Linked DNA regions of Mus musculus: regions 1, 2, 3 and 5 are each linked to region 4. A link is a contact called in public HiChIP or PLAC-seq and promoter capture Hi-C data. All regions are on one chromosome and are shown on one strand. Each heading gives the region's core, a stretch centred on a gene start, on an enhancer-like site or on the middle of the called end of the contact. The rest is flanking DNA. Distances are from core to core; before and after follow the strand shown. Region 1 holds the start of Xrcc3 (X-ray repair complementing defective repair in Chinese hamster cells 3). Region 2 holds the start of Coa8 (cytochrome c oxidase assembly factor 8). Region 3 holds the start of Klc1 (kinesin light chain 1). Region 4 holds the start of Dync1h1 (dynein cytoplasmic 1 heavy chain 1). Region 5 holds the start of Dlk1 (delta like non-canonical Notch ligand 1).

The links. Promoter capture Hi-C pulls out the DNA fragments that hold promoters and counts their contacts. HiChIP or PLAC-seq counts read pairs in DNA pulled down with a chosen protein or histone mark. Capture Hi-C pulls out chosen DNA fragments and counts their contacts.
Region 1: a promoter capture Hi-C map of liver shows a contact between it and region 4, with 4 times the contacts expected there. The contact joins the promoter of Xrcc3 here to the promoter of Dync1h1 in region 4. A contact is called at or near these places in 3 of 39 promoter capture datasets (cranial neural crest, liver and pre-B cells), 1 of 484 Hi-C or Micro-C datasets (CD4 T cells), 3 of 115 datasets of contacts at active chromatin or transcription factors (astrocytes, extraembryonic endoderm stem cells and microglia) and 1 of 9 other capture datasets (liver).
Region 2: a contact with region 4 is called in a promoter capture Hi-C map of adipose tissue, with 2.4 times the contacts expected there. The contact joins the promoter of Coa8 here to the promoter of Dync1h1 in region 4. A contact is called at or near these places in 1 of 115 datasets of contacts at active chromatin or transcription factors (astrocytes) and 1 of 9 other capture datasets (adipose tissue).
Region 3: a contact with region 4 is called in a promoter capture Hi-C map of liver, with 4 times the contacts expected there. The contact joins the promoter of Klc1 here to the promoter of Dync1h1 in region 4. A contact is called at or near these places in 2 of 39 promoter capture datasets (both in liver) and 3 of 115 datasets of contacts at active chromatin or transcription factors (astrocytes, microglia and pancreatic cancer cells).
Region 5: a contact with region 4 is called in an HNF4G HiChIP or PLAC-seq map of pancreatic cancer cells. The contact joins the promoter of Dlk1 here to the promoter of Dync1h1 in region 4. A contact is called at or near these places in 1 of 39 promoter capture datasets (hippocampal neurons) and 2 of 115 datasets of contacts at active chromatin or transcription factors (astrocytes and pancreatic cancer cells).

What each region holds. Positions count from the first base shown.
Region 1 is chr12:111,812,435-111,815,234 of GRCm38.p6, forward strand. It overlaps Xrcc3 (X-ray repair complementing defective repair in Chinese hamster cells 3), which reads right to left and starts at 1,445. Exons shown (of 8, transcript NM_028875.3): 1 at 1,391-1,445. Zfyve21 (zinc finger, FYVE domain containing 21) reads left to right here and starts at 1,736. Exons shown (of 7, transcript NM_026752.4): 1 at 1,736-1,943. The coding sequence starts at 1,806.
Region 2 is chr12:111,711,879-111,714,578 of GRCm38.p6, forward strand. It overlaps Coa8 (cytochrome c oxidase assembly factor 8), which reads left to right and starts at 1,391. Exons shown (of 5, transcript NM_026511.2): 1 at 1,391-1,540. The coding sequence starts at 1,415. Bag5 (BCL2-associated athanogene 5) reads right to left here and starts at 1,378. Exons shown (of 2, transcript NM_027404.2): 1 at 1,166-1,378.
Region 3 is chr12:111,757,535-111,760,289 of GRCm38.p6, forward strand. Klc1 (kinesin light chain 1) reads left to right here and starts at 1,315. Exons shown (of 16, transcript NM_001025360.2): 1 at 1,315-1,508.
Region 4 is chr12:110,600,015-110,602,787 of GRCm38.p6, forward strand. It overlaps Dync1h1 (dynein cytoplasmic 1 heavy chain 1), which reads left to right and starts at 1,381. Exons shown (of 77, transcript NM_030238.2): 1 at 1,381-1,840. The coding sequence starts at 1,591. It overlaps Gm35558 (a long non-coding RNA gene), which reads right to left. Exons shown (of 2, transcript XR_381950.4): 1 at 739-2,773; 2 at 1-350.
Region 5 is chr12:109,452,127-109,454,826 of GRCm38.p6, forward strand. Dlk1 (delta like non-canonical Notch ligand 1) reads left to right here and starts at 1,329. Exons shown (of 5, transcript NM_010052.5): 1 at 1,329-1,600. The coding sequence starts at 1,534.

The DNA.
Region 1 (2,800 bases), core at 195-2,694, 1.2 Mb after region 4:
TCAGTGCGGGGGGGTGGGGGTGTGGGGGTGGGGGGGGTGGGACAAGGTAGCTGCCCCTTGCTGCTCCCCTTCAACTTCCTGGGGCATAGAGGGGTCTTGCTCAGCATTCCCCAGCTTTTTGTGAGTTTGGGATTTTGAAGGATGGTGGGAGAAATTGAACCTGGTCAGAGAACAACAGAAGAGGCAGCTCCACCGTACCAGAAAGCACAGAGAAAGTCTCCCGAAAGGGGCCCGGAGGGGACAGCACCAGGCCAGTGTGAGGAAAGGCGTGTCCTACAGTACACTGCAATGGGTTCAAATGACAGTGCCAAGAGGCACTAAGGATGGGGTGGAGTGGCTCAGGAGCCAAGTTTGAGGAGGCCGAGGACGTGAGATCTGGTGCTGGGCAGGTTTGGTGGGCTGCCAGTAATCCCAGGGCTCAGAAGGCAGAGACAAGTTCCTCAGAGCAGGCCGACAGGCTGAATCTGTGGACTTTGGGTTCGTAGGGCAAGTGATGGAGGAATATATGTCAGACATCTGCCTTCCACACACGCACACACATCAGTACGGATGCAAACGGACATACACGTATGTACATACAACACACACACATACACCACACCACACAGGGCAGGAGGGAAGGGAGAACATGCTTTCAGACACAAAGCTCTGGCACCAGAACTCAAAGGTCCCCCAAGCCATCGCTACAGCGTCCAGTGGTGAACCAGAGCAATCACAGGGCTTGGTGGAGACTGGACAGAGGACATAGTCAGGGGCGGGTTCTATCTGTGCACCCGCAAATGCCAAGGCCTTGAGGCAGCTAACCTTGCTTTACAAAGTGCCACTGAGCAACTTCTACTTCAACACTGAGAACCTGTGTCTCAGACAAAAGCACAGAGCTCCATGCTCCACTTGGCCGCCTGCCTTCCGGAGAAGTAGGGTTACACCAGCTCATCCCTCCAACTGGGCTAGAGTGTGTCCAATTGTGTCAGAGAGAGAGCAAAGCTCCTGGGTAGCTGATTTGGCCAATTACCCAAAGAAGCTAGAGGGTGAGGCGCGCGCGGTGGCTCACACCTGTATCAGTGCGAGGAAGGCTGAGGCAGGACTGCTGAATCCAAGGCCAGCCTAGGCTACACGCACAATGTGACTCGTCCTTACGAACACCACAAGAAAAACAAAAGTCACAGATCAAATCTGCAGCGAGTGGTCACGCTGTGGCTGGCCTGGGACTCTAGTGCGGAAAGCAGGTCCCGCGCTCAGTTCGATTCCTTCAAACCCCGCTACGGGCTTGAAGGGGTGCCCCGCTGGGGAAGCTCGTTCTTGAGTCCCGACCTGGGGCGCTCGAAACCCACAGTGTCCTCTGTCCTCTCCCGCCACCCCATGTTCGGCCACTCGCGATCAGCTAACTCACCTCCCGGATCAGCGACCCCGCAAGTCTCCCGCGCGCTCCGCCCGCTCCTGAAGCCCCGCCCATCTCAATCTTCTCTTCCAATGAGAGGCCAGAGTCCGAGTCTGCTCCACCCAGAAGAAACGAAGAGGCGCCTACGTGGCTGACTAATTGGCCAATCCGAAGTCACACTCTCCCTAGAGGGGCGAGGGTGCCCCTCCGGTCTTCACCGCCGATTGGTGGCCAGCCGTAGGGGCGGGATCCTTGCACGGATTGGAGAAGGGCGACTCTGGGGCGGATACTACTCTCCGATTGGTTCATATTACGAGCTCTGGCTGCGGATTGGGCTTCGGAGCTGTCATCGTGTCTGCGGGCGGGGCGGGGTGGCGCCTTGTGTGGGCTCAGCGCGGGCGGTGGCGTGAGGGGCTCAGGCGGAGACATGTCCTCGGGGGTGGCCGCGCGTCGCGACGCCAAGAAGCTTGTGCGCTCGCCAAGTGGCCTGCGCATGGTGCCGGAGCACCGCGCCTTCGGAAGCCCTTTCGGCTTGGAGGAGCCGCAGTGGGTTCCGGACAAGGAGGTGCGTCCTAGCCCCCGGGTCCCCAACCCGAGCCGGGGCGTCTCCCGCCTCCGTCCTAGGGACGCTCGGCCGCGGCTCCCCTCCGGGCGTTCCCGCTGTCCCTTCTGCGCTGTGGGGCGTTTTCCATTCCTTGGCGGTCATTGGCTGCGCGGTGCGGAGCCCCGGGGAGGCCCGAGGGGGAGCGGTGGAGCGGCTCACCCGTGAGCCGTGCGCGAGTTTGGGGCTGGAGTGTGTCCGTGGGGCGAGGGTGAGGGAGTCCGCCTCCACCTGCCCACGGAGGAACGGTGCCAAAGGGTTTGCAATCTTCGAAGTTCTAAACTCTGCAAAGCTTGGCCACTTGGGAGAAAATAGGAGCAATTCACGCATTCCATGCGATTTTATTTCAAAGCAAATTAAATATCTTTAAAAGACACCAACGAAAGTACTGGCGACTTTGATAAACTTTGAAACAACTTTTCTTCATTTATTCATGTGTGTATGTGCCTTTGTCCCCAATGTCACAGCGCTGGTGTGTAGATCAGAGGATAATTTGTAGAAGAGAGTTTTCTTAAACCATCTGGGTCCCAGGGACGGAATTCAGGTCTCAGGTGTGGCGGCACGTGCCTTTACTTGGTGAGCTATCTTAATGGCTCGTGTAAATTCATCCATGTTTCTGTTTCTCTCCCTCCTTCCCTTTCTCCCTCTCCTTCCCTTCCTCCCCTCTCCCCCTCCCACCTCCCCGTCCTTGGCCTAGCACTCATAAGATCTGCCTTCAGAGTGCTAGGCATGCACTACCACACGCCTCTACCACACACTGTTGCTATGTTGTCCTCGAACTCCTCCTCCCTCAGCCTCTTGAGTTAAAGATGTGCTTCACC
Region 2 (2,700 bases), core at 141-2,640, 1.1 Mb after region 4:
CAGGACCATGGGAAGCCCCACTTCAAAAGCCAAAGTCAAAGGACACCAAGGAAATGATGGTGGGCGGGCAGGGAGGCCAAACTCTGGCACCTGGGCATGCACCAAAATACACAAAAGGTTTCGTCAAAGGTGTAAAAGGTTGCTTGAGGAAAGGGAAGATGTGACATGTCAACTCCCTCTCCTGAAAACAGCTGGACAGGAACAAAACAAAGCAAGCTCACCGGTGTGCTGGTGTATCCCTACAATCCTAGCGTCGGGGATACAGAGGAAAGGGAACTACGAATTCAAGATCACCATGGGCTACTTGGTGACCCTAAGAATTCAAAGCAAAACGGAAATAGGGGAACACGGTAGGGATTTGAACGACAGACAGAAGGTCCTCATGATCCAGCCTGGGTGGATGTCTAGGCCTATGAATTCTGTCTTAAACCATGAGAGCGAGCTGCGTACACTGCCATTCTAGTCAACCCACCAGGTTAGCAACACAATTTCCTTAGATCCCCCCCCCCCCCATCCTAATCTACTCTCTGGAACCAGTTTGGAAGTTAACAGTAGCTCTTCCACACTCACAGGAGCACCATTCGTCCAGACAGCTAGCTAACTTTCTACTTTTCTGAAAGAGGAGCTACGAAACTTCCAAATCCTCACCCTGACTTCAAATACCCGCCGCCCAAACCTGCCGACTGCGATTAACTCGGTCACTCGCCTCCCGGTATGTGCGCTTAGAGCATTTCCCACGCTCTCAGGTTTCTGTCAAACAGCTCACTTCTGGCGGGCAGGCCACAGAACTCAGTCCCCGGGAGGGTCCAAGCCCGGCCCTCGCAGAGCTTTTACCCCGGGAGGTCTGGGCGGCGGCGGTCTTGGCTGCCGCGGGGGGCTGCGAGGTGGGAGATCGGCCCTTCACGGGGAGCGGCACCGCAGCGGTGCCCCCAGCGGCATCCCCCCTCGCCCTTCCCGGCTAGGTCTGACCCGGGCAGCCGGTGAAGGGGCCGGCGGAGGCGGCGGCAGCTACTGGCCGCGGCGGCCGCTCCCGGGTCTCGGCCCGGCCGGACGCGCCGCCGCCTGACCTCACAATGGGCGCGCGGCGGGCGCGGGCCTGCGCAGCGAGGGCGGCGGAGCGCCCGAGGCCGGGAGAACGGAGCTCGCGCCCTCGCCCCACGCTCACCTGGGCCGCACGCGCCATCGCGCCCCGCCACCTACACTTCCGCAGCGTTGTCGCCGTCCTCGCAGAGCGGGCCCGTCAGCAGTGAGCCCGGGGAAAACTTGTCCTCTCCTCGTCCCGCGCGGGCCCCGCCGCCCGGCGTCCGTCCCAGGGAATGCGCACGGTCGGCCTCGCCGCGCGTCGGCTCGGGCTTTGCGACGCCGCCGTAACGCCAACCTTTCCACTGTCGCGATCCTGCCGTACGCGCGGGCCATGGCGGCTTTGCGGCCCGGAAGCAGAGCGCTTCGCCGGCTTCTCTGCCGGTCCTTCTCCGGCGGCGGCGGCGTTAGGTTGGCCCGTGAGCGCCCTACGGATCACAGGGATGCGGCGTCCAGCCGGGTAAGCGGGACGCCGGGGGCGCTGGCAGGGAGGAAGGCCGCCGAGCAAACCCACGCCGCCTGCACCTCTCCGACGGACTGATGATCACTGCCCGGGATCCGCTGTGGAGAGCGCGAGCCTTGCTTATCCCCGAGTTAATTCCCATTTGTATTAACACAGCTCTTGAAGGGTGTTCTTTCTCATTTTCGCATCGTTAAGATTAGTGTTCGACTTAAAGCCGTGGCTGACTTCATCATCCCACTTCTGTAGACTTCGCATTGTTTGTAAACGTGCACGCGATGTCAGAGATCCACAGTGCAGGTCTGCAGCAAGAATGGGCGTGAAGCCTTTTTCAAAAAAACAATTGCTGGGCTGGAGAGATGGTTCAGCTGTTAGGAACACCGAAGACAGTAACAATGCACTCACATATATAAAACTAAATAAAGCTTTTTTTTTTTAGTCAGTTGCACTTCTTTTTTTTTTTTTTTTAAGATTTATTTATTTATTATATGTAAGTACACTGTAGCTGCCTTCAGACACTCCAGAAAAGGGAGTTCACATCTCGTTACGGATGGCTGTGAACTACCATGTGGTTGCTGGGATTTGAACTCTGGACCTTCCAAAGAGCAGTCAGGTGCCCTTACCCACTGAGCCATCTCACCAGCCCTCAGTTGCACTTCTTTGCAACAGAATGCTTTGCTTAAGGAAGGCCTAGGTTGCCAGGCGTGGTGGCCCACGCCTTAATCCCAGCACTCGGGAGGCAGAGGCAGGCAGATTTCTGAGTTTGAGGCTAGCCTGGTCTACAGAGTGAGTTCCAGGACAGGGCTACACAGAGAAACCCTGTCTCGGGAAAAAAAAAAAAAGGCCTAGGTTTAGAGTCTATCAGTCATATGAAAACGCTAAGGCTGGAGGTAAAACATTAATCAGTGGCTACTAACACTTCAATGACCACTAAGCTAGTGATAGAGACTAGAGAGCTTGGTTTAAGCAATAATGAAGAGAGGGAAGGAGGGATGAGGAGAGAGAAGAGAGATGGAGAAAATTAAGAATTGCAAAATGTGCTTGCTGTGAAAATTTTCATCTCTGCTATGCTGTGTCTCCTTGCACACTTTTAGCTTTGAAGTTCTGACTACTCCAGTTTAGATTTGTTGCCTTAGGACCCTGGCCTCTGGCTCAGTTTC
Region 3 (2,755 bases), core at 65-2,564, 1.2 Mb after region 4:
ATGTCTGCAGCAGGGTTGATTAGCTTGGTCTTTCCTCCTCCCCAACACAGCAGGGGTGCTCCTGTCTCAAGATTTAATGGAGTGTTCTACGCTGGTTCCGTGGTCCTGTTCTTTCCTGTGTGTGTCAGCACAATTTTCTGACCTTGGAGTTTGGGTCATGTGCCACTCCCTCACCACTCTGCCTGCAATTTTACTGTTTTCAACAAGTCAGATTCTGTTTGAGCTTGTTTTTTCTCATTGGAATGGGAGCTGGCCAGCAGACACCATCTGCCACTTTATGTACCTGGGTCTTCCTGTGAGAACCTTGGGAACTTAGTGGATATCAGTTGAAGGGGCAAAAGAACGAGATGATAAAGCTTGAACAAAGCAATGGCAGGGACAGATGAAACAAAAAAGCCCTTTGCTTGCTGAAGAAGTGTGTGCATATACAGGACTCGGAGGGGCAGTGATTGACCCATGGGAAAGAAATGGGCTCCCGCTTAGCCTACTCTTTTCTTTCCAACACCACCTGGGCAGGGGCCGTCATATGCTTTGTTCAGATGTATGGCAGTGGCTGAAGAGCCGGCGACACCCAACATCCAAGCAGCAGTTTGTGTGCTGGGGCAAGTGAAGCCTGCAGTAAAGACTGAACCCACAGCCTCTCCTTAGGCCAACATGGGCTGCTGCGCTCCCCACGGGAGCTGCCCCTTTATTGGCCAGCCTTTGAATTTTCTAGGAGGTCAAAGTAACTGGATCTGCTTGTTAAGATCAAAAGCACCTGCCTCCCTGATGTTGGTAGGTATAAGTGCAGGGTGGAGGACCGCAGCAGGTTCTGGGCAATACCATCAGAAGAGGGAAGCGTTTCCCAAGGTGGGGAGGCTGTGGGCATTCGCAACCCCTCCCCGTTAGTAATACAACCGCGCCATTCTGGAAACGTCTAAAGGCACCTGGAGGGTTCCCAAGCCGGTGGCAGGCAAGCTCGGCCTTGCCACTGACTCAGCGTCCCCTCCAACCCGCTGCTGAGTCAGGCCTGCAGTTGGGGTGCCAGGCGGCTGTGCGAGGCTCAGGAGCAACCTGAGCTGGCAAGCCTGCCCTTTGGGCCAGGCTGGAGGTCGAGCGAGAGCTGCGGCCAGGAGCGAGCCGCAGAGGGTGGGTCCTGGCCGCCTGGCGATCTTCCCGTCCTCCACGGGTGGAGGCGCGGCGAGGGAAGCCTCCCGGTCTGAGGCCACCACACACAGATTAGAGAGGCTCCTGGAGAGCTCCGGGCTGCGGACCCCAGCCTCAGTTTCCCCTGAGCCCCGCCCGGCGGCGCGAGGGCGGGTGACGTCACGGCGCACAGCATTGTGGGGCGGGCGCGGCGCCGGCGACGCCATTTTCGGCGGCGGAGGGTGGCGCGAGGCTGCGGAGCGCGGGTCAGGGTGAGGATGCTGCGGGGCGGCTGCGGAGGCGCCGCTTGCTGCTGAGGCGGCTGGGCTCTGCGCGGCCTCGGCCTGTGACAGCGCGACGAGCGCGACTCTCCCGATCGGACGGTGAGTGCGCGGCCTGGTCCCCGCCCCGCCCCGGGCTCCGCGCGGCTGGTGCGCAGTGCTCCAGACGCGGCCGCGACCCCTTCCCGCCTGCATCCTCCGGGCTGAGGCTTCTGGACCTTTCCGTCCACCGCCGCATCTGCACCCGGCCCTTCCAGGCTGCGATTTTGCTCCTCCGCCCGAACCCAGTCCCCTCCCTGGCCTTTCCATCCCTGTCTGCACCCTGGGGTTCCCTCTCCTCTCCGCTCCGTCCGCGCCCCTCCGTGCTCCGGTCTCTTGTCACCTCTGCCTGCGCGCCAGTAGTCTGCGGTCCTTGTCCTCTCTCAGCCTGTGCACATCCAGCAGGGGTTTCTGTCCTTTCTCCGCCTGCGCCTTTCTAGGCTCGGGTCTCTTGTCACCTCTCTGCGCTCCTCCAATCTGCGGTCCTTGTCCCTGTCTACCTGCGCCCCTGCTTTGGGTCCCTTCCCTGTCACTGGCTGCGCCCCTCCTGGCTGGGGTCTTTGTCGTCATCTCTCTGCCTGTACATCCAGGCTGAGGCTCTTCTCCCTTCCCTTCCTGTTCTGGTTCGGGTCCTGTCCTATCTCTGCCTGTCCCTCTCTGAGTTGAGGTCCTTGTCCCTTCTTCGTCCGTGACCCTCTAGGTTTGGGGCTCAGCTCTCTCTGCCTGCACTCTAGACTTCTGTTCCTGCCCCTTCTCTTCCACTCCCCTCCTGTGTCCCTCAGGCTTCTGTCCCATCTGTGTTCAGGGCCCCGCCCTGACTCGGGCCTCGGGGCGGGGGCGGCCTTCCAATGGCAGCTGTGGGCTTAAGGGACCCAAAGCCTGTCTGCTGAGGTCCTGAAGAGGTGGTGGTGGTGGTAGTGTGTGTGTTGGGGGTCAGCCGACTGGCTTTGTCTCAGGCCTCCCCGCCCTTCTAGCCCCCACCTCTCCCCGGCACCGCCCTGGGTGGCGTGCTGTCATGCTGTGGTCCATGGCCAGTGGCCAGCCAGTCTCTTTCTTTCAGTGGCCGGGTGTGGAATCTCCCTGTGACCTGAATGTGCCCGGCCTGGAGTGCTTTTCCTTGTTACATGTGGAGCCCCCTTCCCGTAAAAAAAAATTAAGGTGTTAATAAAGTAATATTAATATGTGACCGAGTGGATGGCATTATAATGAAGTTTGCAGGCCGTTTCCAGCTGTGTTGTGTTGGAATTGCTACTACCTGCTACTGTTATGTTATTGGTGATCTGGTGTACTTGCAAAAATGATGTCTTTAA
Region 4 (2,773 bases), core at 131-2,630:
AGCCCCACACCCACTAAGTCCCTGCAGGTTTCAGAATCTCCGGTCTTTTGTCCTTGTTCCTATCTCTGCAGGATAGGCAGAGGGAAACACTAACACAGCACCTAGTGTCAGGTGGACATTCAGTATTGATCACTGCCAGTACGCCAGCAATTCCACAGTAGCAATTCACCACAGTAGCTTTGGGTCTGTCCTCTCACCTCTGCAAGATTATTTATGACACATTACACCAGGGTGGGCTGATGGAGGGAGAATGGGGATATTTATCTGTTTTCTCTCTCTCTGTCTCTCTGTCTCTCTCTCTGTCTGGCTTCTAGAAGAATCTTCGGGCCTCCATCAGCAGCCTCTGGGACCTGGCACAGGACAATTGTGCAAGGAATAAGCATATTGTAGGGCTTCCCGTATTCCAAAGATGATTTGGGAGAATCAAGTCATACCACCATCATCCCACCAATCAGGACTCAGCTTTCTAACTCGGCATTATTATATTTTTAAAGATCATTTTGGCTTAGTTCCCTCTACCCAATTGAACAGGCAAGTTATGACCTGAACTTTCAAAGGCCAGTTACTAACCCTAAGAAAGTAAGCAAAGAGATTCTGCCCTTCTTGTCCTCCGTGTATGGGAGGAGGGGTGATGGGTCAGATGCAGGGAAACTTAGGAGCAATCTGAGCCCCTGCCTCCTGCCGATCCAGATTCCCGAACCCACAGAGCGGTGGGTGCTGCAGGTATGGGGAGCTTACCGTTGTCAGTGGATTCACTCATGCGTCCTTCTCTTACATCACCCTCGCTTGGTAAATGACACTGTGTTCAGAAGCCAGGTCCCATCGTAGCTTGATGTTCCTACTATCCAGGTTTCTTTTAGCCTACCGTTAGACTGCACTGCAGTTGCTGCTCCACCCATACCTAACCTTCCCTTCCTCAGACGCCAGTTCCTCAGCTAAAATCATCTCCCTTCCACTCTCTCCCTATCCAGTTTAGCGAAGTCATTGTGGGCATGCCCCTCATCTCCTCTGAAAAAACGTCCTCATCTTCCCAATGTGTATCTAATAACGACTGGGCAGTTGGGACTCCAGACTCCATTCATTCAACGGGAGAACTCAGGTTATTAATAGCAATGTCGGGCAGAGGATGAACTCTCACTAAATGTCAATTCTCGTCAATGCATCCTTAAAACACTATTTATGAAGCCTGAGGGGCTGGCTCTGTGATATTCTCTGCCACCTGGCAATGAAGACAGACGCGGTTCCTGGACCACTTTTGCGCAGAGTAATGGGTCCCGCCCTGCCCTCCGACTACAAGTCCCAAAAGGCCACGCGGCGCCGCACATAGCCCCGCCTCCAGTCGCATGCGTAACGTCGCGACGCCGACCGCGAGCGGGCGCCGGTGGCTGCAGCCAGCGGGCGGGGCGGGGCCGGCGGGAGCGGCGGCCTTTAGGGCGGAGCCGGCTCCGCTGTCCGCAGTCGGCCGCGGGTTAGCGGGCAGAGCGTCTCCTGTCGCCGGTTCCCCTCGCTCACTGCTCTCTCGTGCCGGAGGCCGCTCCTCTCGGCTCTCGCTCTCTCTCTTTCTATCTCTCTCCCTTCCGTGGATCCGCCATGTCGGAGCCGGGCGGCGGCGAGGACGGCTCGGCCGGCCTGGAGGTGTCGGCGGTGCAGAATGTGGCGGACGTGGCGGTGCTGCAGAAGCACCTGCGTAAGCTGGTGCCGCTGCTGCTGGAGGACGGCGGCGACGCGCCGGCTGCGCTGGAGGCGGCGCTGGAGGAGAAGAGCGCCCTGGAGCAGATGCGCAAGTTCCTGTCAGACCCGCAGGTCCACACGGTCCTGGTGGAGCGCTCCACCCTCAAAGGTGCGCGGCGCCCCCTCCCCGGTCGCGTGGAGCAGCTAGGGTGCCCGGACCGCCAGCGCCCGCACAGTGGGGTCGCTTTGTCTCCGCGGCTTCTCAAGATGGCCGAGTTGGGTGGAGACAGCGTCTCCCGGTCCCGGCTGGGCACAGGGCCGCATCCCTGCCTCCAGAGTCACATGAGCTTTTTTGGTTTCGATTCGTATCCAAGCTTAGCTCGCTTTGGGAAGAGTGTGTCTAGGACAGCCTAGGTGCTGGCCCTTGGGTGGGCTCGGGGACCGGTGGGTTGGCGGGAGCCGGAGTGGGCAGGCCCTGGTCACCCAGCATCTCTGCTGTCTGCGGCTGCCTACGCGTAGGCCTCCATTGGCCTCGCAGCATCATTGTTGAGTGGGTGTATCTCCCAGTTTTACAAACCAGGAAACTGAGTCCCGTGGCTGGTCCAAGGTCACCAGCTAAAATACAGGACCTTGAGATTAGACTCAGCATATCAGTTTCCAGTCCAAATTGCTTGTTTTGCTGATCATGGCTTGAAATTGTTGCTTAGATGACCCTAATGACAGCTCTGTGACATTTAAGTCTGATTTCAAAGACTTAAGAACTGTTGCTTACCTAGTTGGGGAAGGAGGCAAAGAAGCTGACATGTTCCCGTTGTGTCCTCCAGCAGAGACTCTCACAACATCCCTAGATTGATCTGGAATAGGGGGCTTGCTTGCAGGACTCCTTCCTTCTTGAGGCTTTAAAACCACTTTGTAGCATCTGGGGAACTTGTATGACATGCTGGCGAATGGGTGTGGCATTTCCCTAGGAACCCAGATGTGCTGTTTAAAAGTAAAATAGCCCTTAGGGATTGAAGATGGACTGAGAATATTTGCTAGCAAGTTCCCTAGAGTTCCAAAGGCTGTGTGGTTCCGTTAGAAAACCAGAGTGGCTGTCCTTTCG
Region 5 (2,700 bases), core at 79-2,578, 1.1 Mb before region 4:
AGCACCTTTACCCAGTGAGCCACCTCCCTGGCCCAATAAATGTATCACTTCACTCAGCTCCTCCTCCTTTGGAGCCTCAGAATGGGGCATGGGGGGCGTCTCAGCTGAGTAAAAGGCACTGAGCCCTTGCTGGGGGGTCTTGCAGGAAAAAGGAATTGCCCCAGGGACACTGGCAGAATCAATACCCACACACACACACACACACACACACACACACACACACTCCCATCCCATCCTCTAAGCCATCCCTGGTTGAAAGCCACTAAGTGAGGGTGTGTGTGTGTGTGTGTGTGTGTGTGTGTGTGCCTGTCTGTCTGTCTGTCTGTCTGTCTGCATTTGACGGTGAACATATTGGTGAACTGTCGACATGTGTCACGGTGAACAAAGATGGATTTGGATTATGTGTGCTTTGGTGTAATTTGTGTGTTTGTTGGGTGATTCCACAAATCTGAGACAGATTTGGGGTCTGGGCATACGTGTTGCTGCGAGGTGTGTACATGTTGGAAAGAATCAGTGCTTTTATGTTTCAGAATGATAAGGCCCAGACTGTGACTGTGGTACCTGCGAGAGGAGGGGGTGGGGGGGGGGGGTGACGCATGATGTCGTCGGTGTTTACCAGTGGTCTCCTGTGTTTACAGGCGGGCTGCGTGGAGGGGCAGCATAGGCAGGAGGACTCTCAGTCTTTTCATAGCTGGCGCTTCCCCTGCTTGGAGCAGATCAGTGTTCCTGCTGCCCTGGTCTGTGACCTGTGCCCCAGGGACAGGCAGTAAGGTTTGCCTGTGCCGAAAGGTGTGTTTGGGTTGGGGGTCCGTGGGGCAAGTGCATCTGCACCTTCCCCAAACTCCACAATGGCAAGGCTCGTCGGAGGGCTTCGGCTTTTCGTGGTGGTTTTCGTGTGTGCATCTGTGATCATGTGCATCTTCCACATCTTCGTGGTGTGCGTTTGGGTCCTCCTGGGCTTCTGACCCGCGCCATGTGTGCGCGGGACTCCAGCCCTAAGTGTCTTACTGTGTCTGTGAGCGTTTTTGTATTCTGAGTGCGTGCAAGGGCTTTCGCCCGCCTGGCTTGGTTCCTGAGACTTGCGCTAAGCGGGCCTGTGTGAGCGCCGCCGCCTCCGCCTCCAGCCGCGTGCTGTCCTGTGTGCGGACCGCGTGCCCATCGTGCGCAGGTACCCGTCTAGCCAAAGAGTGCGGCCGCGTGCTCGAGCCGCTTCCGGGCGCCGCGGCGCTGGGGGGCGGCCCCGCCAGGGGGTGGGTCACCGGGACTGGCCGGCGCCTGCCCCGTGCGCGCGAGGCGTGGGCGTGGGCGGGGGCCGCGGGGGGGGGGACGACAGTACGAAAAGGCGGCGCGCGGGCCGCAGCGGCAGCTCCTCGGCAGCCGCACTTAGCAGCGTGCGCCCCGGTGCAACCCTGGCTTTCTTCCCGCTGGACGCCCGTGCCCCCTTCGTGGTCCGCAACCAGAAGCCCAGCGCAGCCCCCGGAGCAGCCCCTGCACCGCCTCCGCTCCCCGGACCGCGACCCAGGCCGCCCCGAGATGATCGCGACCGGAGCCCTCCTGCGCGTCCTCTTGCTCCTGCTGGCTTTCGGCCACAGCACCTATGGTGAGCCCCCCCTGGCGGTTTGGCTTGCGCCCCCTCTGGGGAAGCCTGCGATGCCCCGCCGACCACCCCACCGACCACCCCATTCTCCCTGTCCCATGCGCCCCAAGTCCCGCCCGTCCCGCCTAACCCTAAGCCCTGCACTGTGCCCGCCTCATCCGCCCTGCACCACTCTTGCTTGTTGAGCCCAATCCCGGGGTCCCAGGGTTTGTGGGAGGTGGAGGGTCCCAGCCCCTTCTAGCCCGGCAGAAGTGGCGTTCAAGAGGGGTGTCGTTGCTCGGATTGAGGAGGTATGAAAAAAAAAAAAAAGAGACTGCGTTGGGAGGTATCCTATTTAAGGAAAAAAAACGTTCTAAGGTGCAACTTTGGGGGTGTCTGTCACGGCTTATGTGCTTAGGAATAGGTCTTGGGGGCTTTGGGGGGGTGACTTTGCAGTCGTAGTCCCTAATTTCCAACAGGAGCACAGCTGGAGCCCCTCTTGCGTGGCGTGTTTCTCTAGGTGAGGGGCTGCGACACTTCTGTCTGCAGAGGCCATCTGTCTTTGGTAGGAGAGAGTTGGCCCCTTCCCGCAGCGACCCCAGCCCTCAATGCGCCAATAGTTGTGAGTGGGGGGTCGGAGGCTGTCTGGGAAGGCCGAAAACTGGTTGAGTAAATGCATACAGTAGGTGTCTATTAAAGTGTCAGACTCCCTTAAGAGCGTCGGAATCTCAGAGGCCCTGCAGAGCTATTGCGCAGTTCTTTTAATGTGACCAGTGTGGGGTAGGAGAAACGTGGGAGGTAGGATTTGGTTGCCTGGTTTAACTAGGGTTAATCTTGGGGTAAAATCTAGCCTTTCACCTGTGGGCTAGGCAGGTGGGCTTGTCTGGGCTTTCCCAGAGACCTCGAAATCTTCCCTTTAGCTCACTTTGCAAATGGGAGGCTAGACAGAATGACCAGGGGTCAAAGGCTACCTCTTCATTGTCCCTCATTCCTACTTTTAGGGGCCTAGGGGCTCTTATTTTCTTTGGGGAGAAAGGTGTCTGCTTTGCACTTGGAGAATCAGGGGTGTGCTGTGCTTAGCCCATGGCTAGGGGCAGGCACAATTGTTTTTCTGGGTAGGTATT